Linked DNA regions of Podarcis muralis: region 1 is linked to region 2. Evidence: chromatin contacts called from public Hi-C data. All regions are on one chromosome and are shown on one strand. Each heading gives the region's core, a stretch centred on a gene start, on an enhancer-like site or on the middle of the called end of the contact. The rest is flanking DNA. Distances are from core to core; before and after follow the strand shown.

What was found. A called contact is a pair of places that touch in the nucleus more often than the background predicts.
Region 1: a contact with region 2 is called in a Hi-C map of blood, with 4 times the contacts expected there. The contact joins the promoter of SCG3 here to the promoter of LEO1 in region 2. A contact is called at or near these places in 2 of 3 Hi-C or Micro-C datasets (blood and tail).

The regions. Positions count from the first base shown.
Region 1 is chr14:11,214,843-11,221,707 of rPodMur119.hap1.1, forward strand. It overlaps SCG3 (secretogranin III), which reads right to left and starts at 4,784. Exons shown (of 11, transcript XM_077918521.1): 1 at 4,188-4,784; 2 at 3,179-3,231. The coding sequence starts at 4,278.
Region 2 is chr14:10,985,546-10,993,047 of rPodMur119.hap1.1, forward strand. It overlaps LEO1 (LEO1 component of Paf1/RNA polymerase II complex), which reads right to left and starts at 5,462. Exons shown (of 12, transcript XM_028706168.2): 1 at 5,305-5,462; 2 at 1,224-2,000; 3 at 165-269. The coding sequence starts at 5,362.

The DNA of each region.
Region 1 (6,865 bases), core at 3,534-6,033, 230 kb after region 2:
TGGAAGTGAGAGCTGGACCCTAAAGAAGGCTGATCGCCGAAGAATTGATGCTTTTGAATTATGGTGCTGGAGGAGACTCTTGAGAGTCCCATGGACTGCAAGAAGATCAAACCTCTCCATTCTTAAGGAAACCAGCCCTGAGTGCTCACTGGAAGGACAGATCCTGAAGCAGAGGCTCCAATACTTTGGCCACCTCATGAGAAGAGAAGACTCCTTGGAAAAGACCTTGATGTTGGGAAATATGGAGGGCACAAGGAGAAGGGGACGACAGAGGATGAGATGGTTGGACAGTGTTCTCGAAGCTACCAGCATGAGTTTGACCAAACTGCGGGAGGCAGTGGAAGACAGGAGGGCCTGGCGTGCTCTGGTCCATGGGGTCACGAAGAGTCGGACACATCTAAACGACTAAACAACAACAACACACCCCGGTGGTGTTTTGATACCAAAGGGTTTTTTGTGTGTTTGGCATCAAATTTGTCCATTTTTAATTTTTTATTTAAAAAACATGTTGGGGAATTTGTTTGTTTGTTGCTAATTTTAATGATGAAGATCGAGTAATAAAAAATGATTTTAAACAGTATTCCACAGCTGATGGGAAAGCCTTTTGGAAGGCAGCCTTGAGAACTGCAGCTTTTGCCACACCCACTTTCGCTCTCTATGCCTACCGTGATATGCAGCCCTTGGAGGCTTGGGTGTGGGTCACTGCAGCCCTCAATCTGCCCCCCAAAGAGCTAGCCGCCACTGGCATACATCAAAGGTCACATAACGTTTAAGTTTACGTACAGTGGCTAGAAAGGTATAAGAAGGCACAAAGAACTTAGGAGGGAACACAAAAACCAGAACTTAGGAGGGTACAATAACTAGAGATAAGTGACTTTTGAGGCTGGGATATAAGTATAAAACTATTATTAGAGGTGTGGTAATTTGAGGGGTTCCTGCGATTTGGAAAGTGGGTATTTTTAGATGGGAACAGGTGGGAATAACCTTGATAATCATAAGAGAAGGCATCATGACCAGGTTTGACATTTGGGTAAAACGTATCTGGGAATGAGAAGGAGAGAAAGGTGGCCACTTCTGAAAATTCAAGGATCTCTTGCAAGAATATATATCTGTTCTTCTGTTCCGCTCCTCCGTCCCCAAATGTGGCTCTTTAATCTCTTCCATAAATCCTGCATACTTTCACTCTTAAAATGACCTTGCTGTTCGGTTCAAAGTATGGTTAGTATACCACGGACCAGGTTTTGCTCTGTGGGAGGGGTTTGTAGGACTAGTCAGGAGACAGCTTGTCCATTTTTAAAGCCTCTGGGTGTAATATACCGATAGGGTTGAAAATGAACTATGACTTTTATAAGATGCAGTCGTACCTCGGAAGTCGAACGGAATCTATTCCGGAAGTCCGTTCGACTTCCAAAACGTTCAGAAACCAAAGCACGGCTTCTGATTGGCAGCAGGAAGCTCCTGCAGCCAATCGGAAGCCGCGGGAGCCCCATCAGACATTCGGCTTCCAAAAATAGTTTGCAAACCGGAACACTCACTTCTGGGTTTGCAGTGTTTGGGAGCCAAAATGTTCGAGAACTAAAGCTGTTCGAAAACCAAGGTATGACTGTGCTTTGAATGCAGGCTGGAACAGAGAGAGTGAGAGACAGGGAGCCATTGTGGGGTAGTGGCCAGAGTGGTTGGACTGAGGCATATGAGACTGGGGGTCTAGACCCCTCACAGCTATGAAGCTCACTGGGTGACCTTGGGTCGGTCAATCACTGTTTCTTAGCCTAACAGCATGGTTGTTGTGAGGATAAAATGGGAAGGGGGGAACCATGAGCTCCTTAGAGGGAAGGTGGAATATAAATGAAATAAATTGTGTGCGTAATAAATAAAAGAAAGCCACCAGGCTTTAAGTTCTATTGATTCCATCTGGGTAGGAAACTCTAGTCCTTGGAGACAGGCTACACTTGATCAGCCTGGTGGGAGATTAGGCACCTCGTGCTCAGAAATACTTTTATTTATAACCTCGTTTATGTCTCTTTAAAGAAGGAACATGACACTAAATTCACATGGCTGAAAGAGGCTATGAAGGCTAGAAGGGAACAGTTCTTGCAAGAATCCCCCCACCTCCCTTACATACTGTTAAGACATTGCATATCCAGAGGTTACAAGCATCTGAAATCAATACAGAGTGAAGCCAAGATATCAATTATTGTGTTCAGGGTGCTCTGGAGCTTTTCATGTTGCTTAGGACTAGATGACTGTAGGGGTGCTTTCCAACTCTGCAATTCTCTGAATCTATGAATCTAAGTAAGCCATGTTGATCACAGTGGGACTTACCTCTGAGTAAATATGGCCTGTACGAGACAAATTCTCAGGGTAAGTGAAAAAGAATGGCGCACTATTGGATTTCCCTGCTATATGTGTCTACTGAATAATTTGTAAGTTGTCATGACAGAAGACACTGGCTGGGCTAGAAGTGAGCTCTGGAAACATGTGCTTGTTTGACTAGTTAAATGATTTTCTTCTTGAACTCTAACTAGCCTGCAACATTCAAGAATCTTAGGACACCTTCAGAAGACTAGCATAGTTATTATGTCACGAGCTTTTAGCACATCAAGAGTCTACTTTATCAGATTTATTCCTCCAATGAATTAGCCTGCCATCCTCACCCCACTTAGCTGGGAGTAAGCTCCATTTGATTCAGTAAAACTTACTTCTGAGTAGACGTGGTTAGGATCGCACTGTTATATTTCTTACCTGCTGAAAGCTCCCACCACAAATAAGGCTGCAATGACTTGCTTGGGTGTAAGAGCCATTGAACTCTGTGGGCTTACAACCAAGTATATTTGTACAAGTTAGTTGAGATAGTTATTAATCTTTATGGCAACATGAGACTTCATTCCCTCCGCCCCCCCCACTAGTCTTACAACAGCTCACATGGCCTACCATTCTTCCATTCATCTCATCAAACTGTTGGGACTCTCCTGACAATTAAAAGCAGGGCTATCTGCAACAACTTCAAAGAGAATTTGTATTTTACATGTCTTTAAATTAGTTTTTATTTTTATTTTTATTATTTTATTTTATTTTTCATTTTCTTGTTTTATCATTTGGGTGTTCACCATCCTGGGCTCCTTTGGGTGGAAGGGCAGGATAGACATTTAATAAATAAATAGACCCTGGTTTTACCTACCTGTTCTTCTAGTGGTCTCTCTACACTTAATTCTCTGTTGTGTAAAGCTTTATCTAGAAAAGAGACACACATATACATATAATTGTGGTATGCAGTCTCTCTCTCTCTCTCTCTCTCTCTCTCTCTCTCTCACACACACACACACACACACACACACACACACTAACAATAAACAAGTTATAGTATTAAACAATCTACCCTTAATACCATGCATGTATTTAAACATCAGTTCCTGGGATATAAATATTGAAGATGCTGAAGCTAAATCTGTAATCCTATGCATACTTTTCAGGAGGTAAGCCCCACTGAACTTCTGAGGAAATATGCATAGGATTACATTGTACGTCACAGAAAGGAAGGAGGGTACAGTTTGCCTGGTTCCTGCCTTTGTTTAGGAAATTAGCCTTGAATATCTCCTTCACGCTGGACTGTTCCTACATTTTCTCAAGCAGAAAACCAACACACACACACGCATAAAAAAGAAAAACCTCACATAAGCGCTGGACTAAAATAGCAGTAATCTAATCGGATTGGAATAATCAAGAGCTTAAAAGATTTTATGACATTCAGAGCAATCCCCACAAAGAGAGACGTGGAAAACTGCTGCACTACAGATCAGGCTGTCTCAGAATACACTCCAGAATGAAGAAAATCTAGCATAAAAAAGAGAATAAACATTCATTTCCTTCCAATTATCCGGGGTGGGTGTGGGTGGGTGGAAGAGAAATATGCCATTTTGCTTTTTACCTTGGCACACTTATCCACCTTGTTCAGCTATGACCCTTGGCAGTGATTTCAAAACAGAATGGCATGTAATATGTCGATAGTCACTAGAGGAAACTGGATCAACTTGGTTAAATAAAATAAAATAAAGTGTCCCAATTCTCACAGCTATGCAGGAATGAATGATCAGAAGAGATGACCCACCTACCCAACACTGGGAAGTTTCAAAATAGGGGCTGTGCCTTTCAAAATAGGTGCTATACCTTTTACCTTTTAAAGTACCTACCTCCTCTAGTGCCCTCGGGCTTGGGGAATCCATGTACCTGGCCTACAATCAGTGCCAGCACCGGTATCAATAAGGACAGCTTGAGAAGCATCCTCCCGTGTGTTAGGTCTTCTTTGCTGCTCTGACCGTGGCTTTGGAGAAAGGTTTGCGGCAAAACCAGAGAGGAGAGGATCCCCTGGCTGCTTCAGCAAGATAAAAAATTGCTTCCCTCCCTTCTTTCCAGCAGGCTTTGTGTGTCAATGCCTCCCTTGGCGGACCTAGACTGAACCCAACTGGCAGCGGCACCTCGCCCGCCGCAATGGGAGCTGTCCAGCACTCTTGGTGCTGAAATCACAGGAGCCGCAGCTGCAGCTCACCGCTCCGGGATAAGGCTCGAGCCCTTATTGCTCAGCCTCCTCCTCCTTTTCTTCCCTTGCCCTGATCGATAGGCGAGCGAGGTCCTTTCCCCGCTGAAAGCTCCGGACAGGGGTGGGAGGAGAAAGAAGGGGAGGAGATCGGGGAGGAGAATGGGAGGGAGGGGGGCTGCGGATGTGGGAGCATGCGTGCACCACCTGGACCTACACGCAGCTCTCTAGCCCAGCCCAGCCTGTTGGATAAAGCTGCTCTATCCGAGCCAGCAGCAAGCCTTGAAATCCACAGGCAGGGGATTCCTGCCTCCGGAATTGCATGCATACAAAATCTCCACCCACAGAACGCCCCTGTGCCCATTCTAAGCAGAGGAAAAGGTCAAGAGCGTTGACGGTGATCTATATCTCTATTCTGCAAGCAGCATCTGTTTAAATGATGTGCAAGGCATATGATTCACATTTATGACGTGCAGCAACTTGGCTTCTCAATCACCAAGGCTGGAGAGTGAGAACAGCATTGTTTCATCTGTTAGGCGATTATTATTATTTTTTTAAGGGGAAGGCTGTTAAGGCAGAATCAGGGAACCTCAGCCAATCTGGTGAGCTTTCTGGAGAAAGACTCCATCTGCAGACAGTATAGAAAAGCAAGTTGTTGCGATGGATGGGTTTTCCCTTGGCAAAATTCAGACCCGTTGCAGCAGCAGCAAGCGAGCATAATAGCTAAATCACCACCCCCACATTCCACTCACACCCTTCTGCACAGAGCAGTTTCATCTTTCCTGAGCTGCAGAGCATGATAAATCAGTTTAGCCACAGTTCACCTTTTATCTTCTATCTTGTGAAGAGCAGAAATGTGCGCGCATACACAGACATACACACATGTTTGAGAGGTGAAAAAAGATCTTTTTAGGCTTCTTTATGAGTTTTCAGAGGTGTATATTAAACAGTATCCAGAGAGCCTTGTGGCACCTTCAAGGCCAACAAATTTATTGTGGCATAATAAACTGTTTGTGTGGAAATAGAAACAGTGGGATTACAGGGAAAAGAAACACAAAGAAATGCAGACAGTAATAACTGATTGCTGCTTTGCTTCTGGGCCCAATTCAAGGTGCTGACATTAGTGCTTAATACCCTATTCTACCCAGGTCCCAAATACCTGAAAGGCGGCCTCCCTCCCTACAGACCTTCTTGGGTGTTAATAGTGGCAGAGGGGTTCTTATTGGTTGTTCCCTTGCCCTCAGAAGCTTGGGGTGAAGGCGGCCCAGAAGAGGGCCTTCTCTGTGGCAGCTCCAAGCTGTGAAACTCTCTTCCCACAGAGCTGCATCTGGCATCTTCAATATACAGATTTCAGTAAATACCAAACACACCTCTTTTAAAGAACCAACTTATTCTGTGGTTATAAGTTGTTTTAAGCTGCTTTTAACATTGTGTTTTAATTCTTGTAACCTGTCCTGAGACCTTAGGTTGAAGGGTGGCTAATCAATTAAATAATAATAATAATAATAATAATAATAATAATAATAATAATAATAATAATAATAAATAATATACAGTGGTACCTCAAGTTCGCATACGCTTCAGGTTACATACACTTCAGGTTACAGACTCCACTAACCCAGAAATAGTACCTCGGGTTAAGAACTTTGCTTCAGGATGAGAATAGAAATCGTGCTCCGGCGGTGCGGCAGCAGCAGGAGGCCCCATTAGCTAACCCAGAAATAATACTTCAGGTTAAGAACTTTGTTTCAAGAAGAGAACAGAAATTGCGTGGCGGTGGCACAGCGGCAGTGGGAGGCCCCATTAGCTAAAGTGGTGCTTCAGGTTAAGAACAGTTTCAGGTTACGTACGGACCTCTGGAACGAATTAAGTACTTAACCAGAGGTACCACTGTATTTTATGTGGTGAATATTGTAACATAAATCATGGGGCCATCTTGGTAGTTCCAGGAGCTCAGAGTCCAAAATCTTATTAATCAGCCTGAAACCTTAGCTATCTACAAGCATATTTTGTGTGTGTGTGTGTGTGTTCATGTGTGTGCGCACGAATGCTTTCACTCTTATTTAGTTATGAAGAAAAAGTTAAGGCACTTTGCACATAGAAGCTGTCTTTGAACATATGCCTGGGTTTGCTCAGAAGGATACTTTGTACATGCTCAAAAGTGAACTTGCTACAGCTTCATATTTATCGCTGAAGGTAGTGATGGTGTATTCTGGCCTTCTTACTATCATACAGATTACAAAACGAGAATAGTACATTGTGGAATCTGAGTTCTAGAAAATCCTCATAATTGTACTGATAACTGAAAGATCCCAAAGCTTCCTTGGTGTGGCC
Region 2 (7,502 bases), core at 4,212-6,711:
CAAACATGTAGATTTGTTGTTAAACAGTTGCTTAAATCAACTGTTGCAGTGACAACTTTCGATCTACTGCAGTGGAGGATGTGAAGGGGAGCTTGCCATTGCAAACCCAACCTCAGATGAGTTTTTGTTTTTTTTAATCCCAAATGACAGGAGGGGCTGCTTACCTTTTTGTCCTTCCACATCACTATCCATTTCGGAATCCGATGCAATTTGTTTCTTACGCTTCGTTTGCATGACTTCTTCATCACTGTCACTGCCTCTTGCCGATTCTGCAAAAGCAAATATCAATCTTGAAGCCCCCTCAGCACTTTCTATTATTATACTGTATATATTTCCATTACTGTATTTCCATTAATATATTATTATATATTACAAAATCCAGACACGCTGAATAAAACACAGCAGAGCAATGTCACTTTGAAGAATGGCATTCGTACCAGTGGACTTCCTAAAGTATTGTTGATGAAACCACACGGGTGCTAAAATAAAAATGACCAAGCAATGCAGTGGGTATATATAAAAGGAAGATACTTAAATCCCTACTTGGCCTTGAAGCTCCCTGGGTAGGCATTCAGCAATTTTTTTCAGCCTTCCTGCTATCAAAGGTTAATAGTGAAAAACAAACAAACCCCCAAAACATTACAACCCGTCCTGAAATTTTGGAGGAGTTTTAATTTTTTATAAAAAGGTAAGTGGAAAAAAGTGTGAGCACCTATGAAACACAAATTCTAAGAGATTATCTAAAGGGACAACTGTTCTGCAAACTAAAGATGGATTGTGCTAGACTTGTTGATTTGGGGTGGATGAAAAAGAGTAATCGTAGAAGAAGAGTTTGGATTTGATATCCCGCTTTATCACTACCCGAAGGAGTCTCAAAGCGGCTAACATTCTCCTTTCCCTTCCTCCCCCACAACAAACACTCTGTGAGGTGAGTGGGGCTGAGAGACTTCAGAGAAGTGTGACTGGCCCAAGGTCACCCAGCAGCTGCATGTGGAGGAGCGGAGACGCGAATCCGGTTCACCAGATTACGAGTCCACCCGCTCTTAACCACTACACCACATTGGCTCTTGTAACCTTCAAGATATGACTACTAGGCCAAAGCTCAGTGGTAAAACACATGCTTTGCATGTAGAAGGCTGGGAAAGAATCTTGCCCAAGAGCCCTCCTGACCTAAGGTTTCCCCAGCCCTGTGTCTAGACATTTGTACCCTCAATTCTCCATACCCGATTTATGCTCATGCTCTTCTTCATCCTCCGAGAGCCTTCGCTCTTCATCATCGGAATGCTGGGGCCTCTCTTCGTCAGAGTTCTGCATCTTTTCCTCGTCTGAATGCTGCAGCCTTTCATAGTCATCATCCGAGTTCTGCATATTCTCCTCATCAGAGTTCTGGGGTCTTTCCTCTTCATCAGAAACCTGTAGCCTCTCTTCGTCATCATCCGAGTTGTGCATTTTCTCCTCATCGGAGTTCTGCAGCCTCTCTTTGTCATCAGAAGCCAGAGGTCTCTCCTCGTCGTCCGAGTTCTTCTCATCGTCATCCAAGTGCTGGGGCCTTTCTTCATCATCCGAGTTCTGGAGCTTCTCCTCATCGTCTGACTGATCACTTCTGTCCTCCCTTTCCCATTTTTCATCCTCAGAGTGTGCTTTGTCAGAGCCTTCTGCCTCAGAGTGGTGGCTGCCTTCATCTGACCTGTGATCCTCTTCATCCTCGTCCTCCTCGTGAGCAGCTTCAGAGCCACTGTGCTGGTCCATATCTGACTGGTCATTATCCTCATGTTCAGAATGCCCTGAGCCTTCCGAGCGATTGTAGGATCGTTCAGACCGGTTATCACTGCCACTATGGTGAGAGGCGCCATCATCCTCGCTGTCGTCACCAAACAATTCTTTGTTACTGGGTTTCAAAGCCTCTCGGTCGTCATCTCTGTCGCTCTCGCTACCAGAAATATTACTGATGGAGCCAACAGGCTCCTGGTCAGAGTCTGAATCTGACCCAGAATCAGAATCTGTGAAAACCAAACAAACATAAAAGGACAACGTTAGCAAGAGGAAAAGAGTCAGATAACATGTATAAAAATCAACTGACCAATACCATTTTACAGTGGTACCTCGAGTTACATACGCTTCAGGTTACAGACGCTTCAGGTTACAGACTCCGCTAACCCAGAAATAGTACCTCGGGTTAAAAACTTTGCTTCAGGATGAGAACAGAAATCGCACGGCGGCGGTGCAGCAGCAGCAGCCCCCCATTAGCTAAAGTGGTGCTTCAGGTTAAGAACAGTTTCAGGTTAAGAACAGACCTCCGGAACGAATTAAGTACATAACCAGAGGTACCACTGTATTTATGTTCACCTAGTCAAAAGGAAGCAAATCCATCAGATATATGCAATTTGAAGAACTAGTCACTTTGCTGAAAACACTGACAGAAGTGAAAAATCATAATTTAAGTAGTAGTCCAGGAACAATCCTGACTCAAGTACTACGTAGAAGTAAAGCAAATGTTGACTGAAAATGGGCAAAACAGTAAAAACAGGTTCAGGTGGATAGCTGTGTTGATCTGTCATAGTCATAATAAATAACAAGATGGCAGTTGGTTCCATAGGGAAGGACAAGGGATTTTTAAAGCGATAGATGATCAAAATTAGCTTTAGTATGTATAATGGGACATGAATCCAATATCTCTATTCAGACCAGGTCTCTCCATAGTTTTTAGTTTGGTAATAAGTTGTAATTCAGCAACTTCTCTTTCAAGTGTATTTCTAAAATTCTTTTGCAGTAAGGCAGCTACTTTAAGATCTTGTATAGAATGTCCTGGAAGATTGAAGTAAAAACAGGATAGCCTGAACCATTATGTCCAAGCTTGATCACTGAGATCACCTGCAGGAGCGTCACTTTTAAATTGTCAACTTTAAATTGTCTATACAGGCAATTCAGACTGCATCTTTCCACAATGGTTAATTAATGTCTATTTTAACTTTTTAAATATGATTTTTATTGTATGTTGTATGTATTATTACTGTAAACTACTTGGGTATTTTTCTTTTTACCACATAGTGTATAAATATTTTCATAAGTAAAAAAAAACAATATTTAAGACACTGCTATTTAGTCCCATTATGCTATAAACTGGCCCATAAAGATCAGCTCTCCTGGTCATCTGTGCAAAATAAGAATCACCACGAGATGACCACATAAGAAAAATATTATCCAAGCTGGCTTATCCCCAGCTTTTAAGCCACGTATGACTGGCATGAGAATGTGACTGATAGGTAAACTGGCAATTACTGTTATTGACTAGTAACTTTTGTGGTTTTATTTATGAGGATGCTATAGACTGACTTGACAACAACCGACACGGTCACAGCATTTTGGTGCTGGCTAGGGCTGACAATAGTTGTAGTACAAAACACCTGCAGGGAATCAGTCTGAGGATGGGTGACTTAATGATATTTGCATTTGGGCAGAAATTACATTTTTTATCTTGCACTACACCACTCTGCTTGCCAATATGACAACCATCACACATCGAACCCTAAACAGCCTGTCTAAAAAAGGTCTCCCTTGCTTGTTTTCTTTTTCTTTCTTTCTTTTTTAAAAGACACCAAGACCTTGGATCTAGTGCACAGAACCAGGTAGTGTACAGCTTGGAGATCACCACAATAAAAATCCCTTGTTTGATAGTGGCCTCCAGTTTAATAGATGGTGGGTCTGCCCAAAGAGTAGGAAGACACACATATCTGTTTCTGAGAAATCTGATTCAAGGTCCACAAGTGTGTCATGGAGTACACCAGTCTCCTGTGATCTGAGAAAAAAACCCCACGGCAAACCACTATGTAAAACAATACACGCTAGCAGCATTGTTTAAGATGTTCTTGCAGGGTACCTAAAATGAAGAAGAATTTCAGAACAGAGGTGCATGGGTGAGAAGGGGGATGGAGACGAATGAACAGACAGAGACCACAACATTGTGACCAGATGAAAAGGAAATTACAGTCGTACCTTGGATCCCGAAGGCCTTGGTACTCAGATGTTTTGGATCCCGAATGCCGCAAACCCGGAAGTGAGTGTTCCGGTTTGCAAACGGTCTTTGGAACCCTAATGTCCAAAGTGGCTTCCATGGCTTCCAATTGGCTGCAGGACCTTCCTGCAGCCAATCAGAAGCCGTGCTTTGGCTTCTGTTTTGGAAGTCGAACGGATTCGACTTCCAAGGTACGACTGTATTGTACCTTTAACAGTGGCACATAAGGATTGCAGTGTTTCCCAAACTTCAGTCCCCAGCTGTTGTTGGACTGCAAATCCCATGACTCCTGACCCTTGGTCCTGCTAGCTAGGCATGATGGGAGTTGTAGCTCAACAGTTGGGGACCCAAATTTGAGAAATACTGGATTATAGTAACCATAGCTTGTGACAAAAGCATGAGAAAAGTCCCCCCCCCCGGTTGTCACGCAGCTGTTAAAAGGTACAGAAACCATGCCTTCCTTTGCACTTGCCCCATTCACATATTGCGAGTTTTGGAGTTTCAAACCAGTCTCACAAGCCCCAACTTATAGAAGGATGAGAAGATGAAACTGTGAACGGGGGGGACGGACAACTGAAATCTGATTGCAGGTAAATCAGCGCTCACAGTTGGGTCGGGGGAGAGACACTCAGGTAAGATTCAACCCATCGCTCACTGTCAGCCTAGCCTCCCTCACGGGGTTGCAAGAATGAAAAACGGGGCAGGGGCGGGAAACAAACTTGAAAGCATCCAGCCCTCTTCTCCCGCCTCATCCCAGCTGCATTGCAAATATGGCACTTTGCTCATGTTCAGAGGAACTCTTTTTTCTGCATGGCATTTTGCTCATGCTCAGAGGCACTCTTTTTCCTGCATGGCACTTTGCTCATACTCAGAGGAACTCTTTTTCTGCATGACACTTTGCTCATGCTCAGAGGAACTTTTTCCTGCATGGCACTTTGCTCATGCTCGGAGGAACTCTTTTTCCTGCATGGCACTTTGCTCATGCTCAGAGGAACTCTTTTTCTGCGTGGCACTTTGCTCATGCTCAGAGGAACTCTTTTTCTGCATGGCATTTTGCTCATGCTCAGAGGATCTCTTTTTCTGCATGGCCGCCTCTCGTGCACTCTGGTACCAAAACAAGCCTTGGGGCTGAGCTCCGGGCGCGAACAAGAAAGAGGAGAGAATTTGAAAGGAATCAAAAGGCGGCGGGGGGGAGGTTAAAAGCCAAGGCCTCCTTCCGCGCATGCGTGACACAATGCGATATGCCCCCTCCCCCGGCGTCCGTGTCTCCCCCCCCCCCCCGCCCACGTTACCTTTTTGCTCCGGCTCGGTGTCAGCATCGCTGCCGAACAGCTCCTCCATGTCCGCCATGGCGAGGGGGAGCCCAATTTCCTCAGGCCACCTCAGCGGACCCGGCGGCAGGGCTAGCGGAAGAGGGCGCCTTCTCGTGACGTAAAACAACTGCGACTGAGGGGGGAGGAGTCGTGCCTAGATTTACAATAAGTGAGAGATAGAATATAGAGCGGTTACAGACACTTCCGGTTTAAAATGAAAACCAAACGGCATTCACTTGCGTTAAACCGGAAGTGACCGCGTGGGCGGGCGGTAGTGGTTCGCATAGAGATAGAAATACAGAGTCATCTCAATCTATATAGAGATAAAAATCCTGTGCTGCAGTGGGTCAGGACGTCTGGCTGTTAACCAGAAGGCTGCTGGTTCGAGCCTACCCAGGGATGGCTGTGGGCAGGATTAGGTTGGCGGTTCAAATCCCCACGACGGGGTGAGCTCCCGTTGCTCAGTCCCTGCTCCTGCCAACCTAGCAGTTCAAAAGCACGTCAAAGTGCAAGTAGATAAATAGGTACCTGTTATGTATTGAATTGAATAGGATCCAAAATGCAGCAGTCTGATTGGTCCTAGAACAATAGGATCCAAAATGCAGCAGTCTGATTGGTCCTAGAACAATGGAACAGTATGGTTGGTCAGCAGGAGCCACCCAATCCAGCTCCAGGTGGAAGTGAATCCACAACCTGATTGGCCTACAGGAGAATCCCGGAATTAGCCAATCGCATGCAGCCCATTGTGTAAATAATATATATAAAGCAGATATTGTGGGGGAACTTCCATTCCTCCTCACCACTATGAGCTGAATAAAGAGCATGGAATCCACACTCGACTCTGAGTATATTTCAGTACCGCTTTGGCGGGAAGGTAAACGGCGTTTCCGTGCGCTGCTCTGGTTCGCCAGAAGCAGCTTAGTCATGCTGGCCATGTATGCTGGTTCCCTCGGCCAATAAAGTGAGATGAGCGCCGCAACCCCAGAGTCAGCCACGACTGGACCTAATGTTCAGGGGCCCCTTTACCTTTAAGCAAGCTATAAGCTTAGGGCCCCACTCTCTTGGTGGCCCCCCAAAAAATTTAAGGGGGGGGGGGAAACTGGATGTACATTTCCAAAATATAAGATAAAAAACAAATAAAATAAAACCTACATACAGCAACAGTGTTTTGTGTTGTGTAGGCTCTTATTTGTTATGTGCAAATAGCTTTAGATACCTATTAGGTCCATAACTGACCCTATAGCATATATTCCCAGACATATATGGAATACTGCTGTCTCTAGCATTGTCCGGGTGGAAATTTGTAGTTATCCAGGAAAATATGTATGGCAGCCCATGTCGGCAGTGCCAATTTCCCATAAACAACTCTGGGCAAAGCTCAACAACTTTTCCGTCCGGATTTTCACTCTTTGAAATATGGCAACCCTATCTCAAGGAGCTGGATGCAGGCTAATGCAAGCTAAAGGGAGAGAGATTTGATTTTTACTCTGATCGTAGTTATGTTATGTATATTTAAGAAGAACATATGCTCAAATATGCATATGTCTTATACATATTTTTGGATGCATCATTTATGTTTTTGTACCTGTTTTTTTAAGAATAGGATTCAGAATGCAGCAGGTTAGGATTCAGAAAGCAGCAGGTTAGTAAAGCTTTGAATAGTAATTATGGGTCTGGACGATTTTTTCTTCCAAAAGGAGTCAGCTTTTATGCATCCATGCTGCACAATATTAATATCTGCAGTAGAACCACCCTGCTAGATCAAGCCAATGGCCCATCTATTCCAACATCCTGCTTTCATGGTGCCAACCAGAAGCCTACAGGCAGCTCACAAGCACGGCCGGCAGGTAAGCAGCACCTGTGGTTCCCAGCAACTCAGGGCCTATTCAGAGCTTTATTGCCATTATTATTTATTGAATTTCTATAGCGCCCTTCATCTGAGGACCACGGGGTGGTTTATAATATAAAAACACAAAAATACGTAACATAGCAACAGAGAGCAATAACTCCACTCCCTGCCCCAGTTTAAAAGGCCATATTTCTTCCAATTAGTCAAAAGCCTGGGAGAAGACCAACCAACAGGTGTCTCCAACATCTGGAGGGCAACATGTTGACTGCCCCTGCACTGATGCCTTAAAAATATCTCATCAGTCCTACCATCTTCCCTCTTGTCTGAT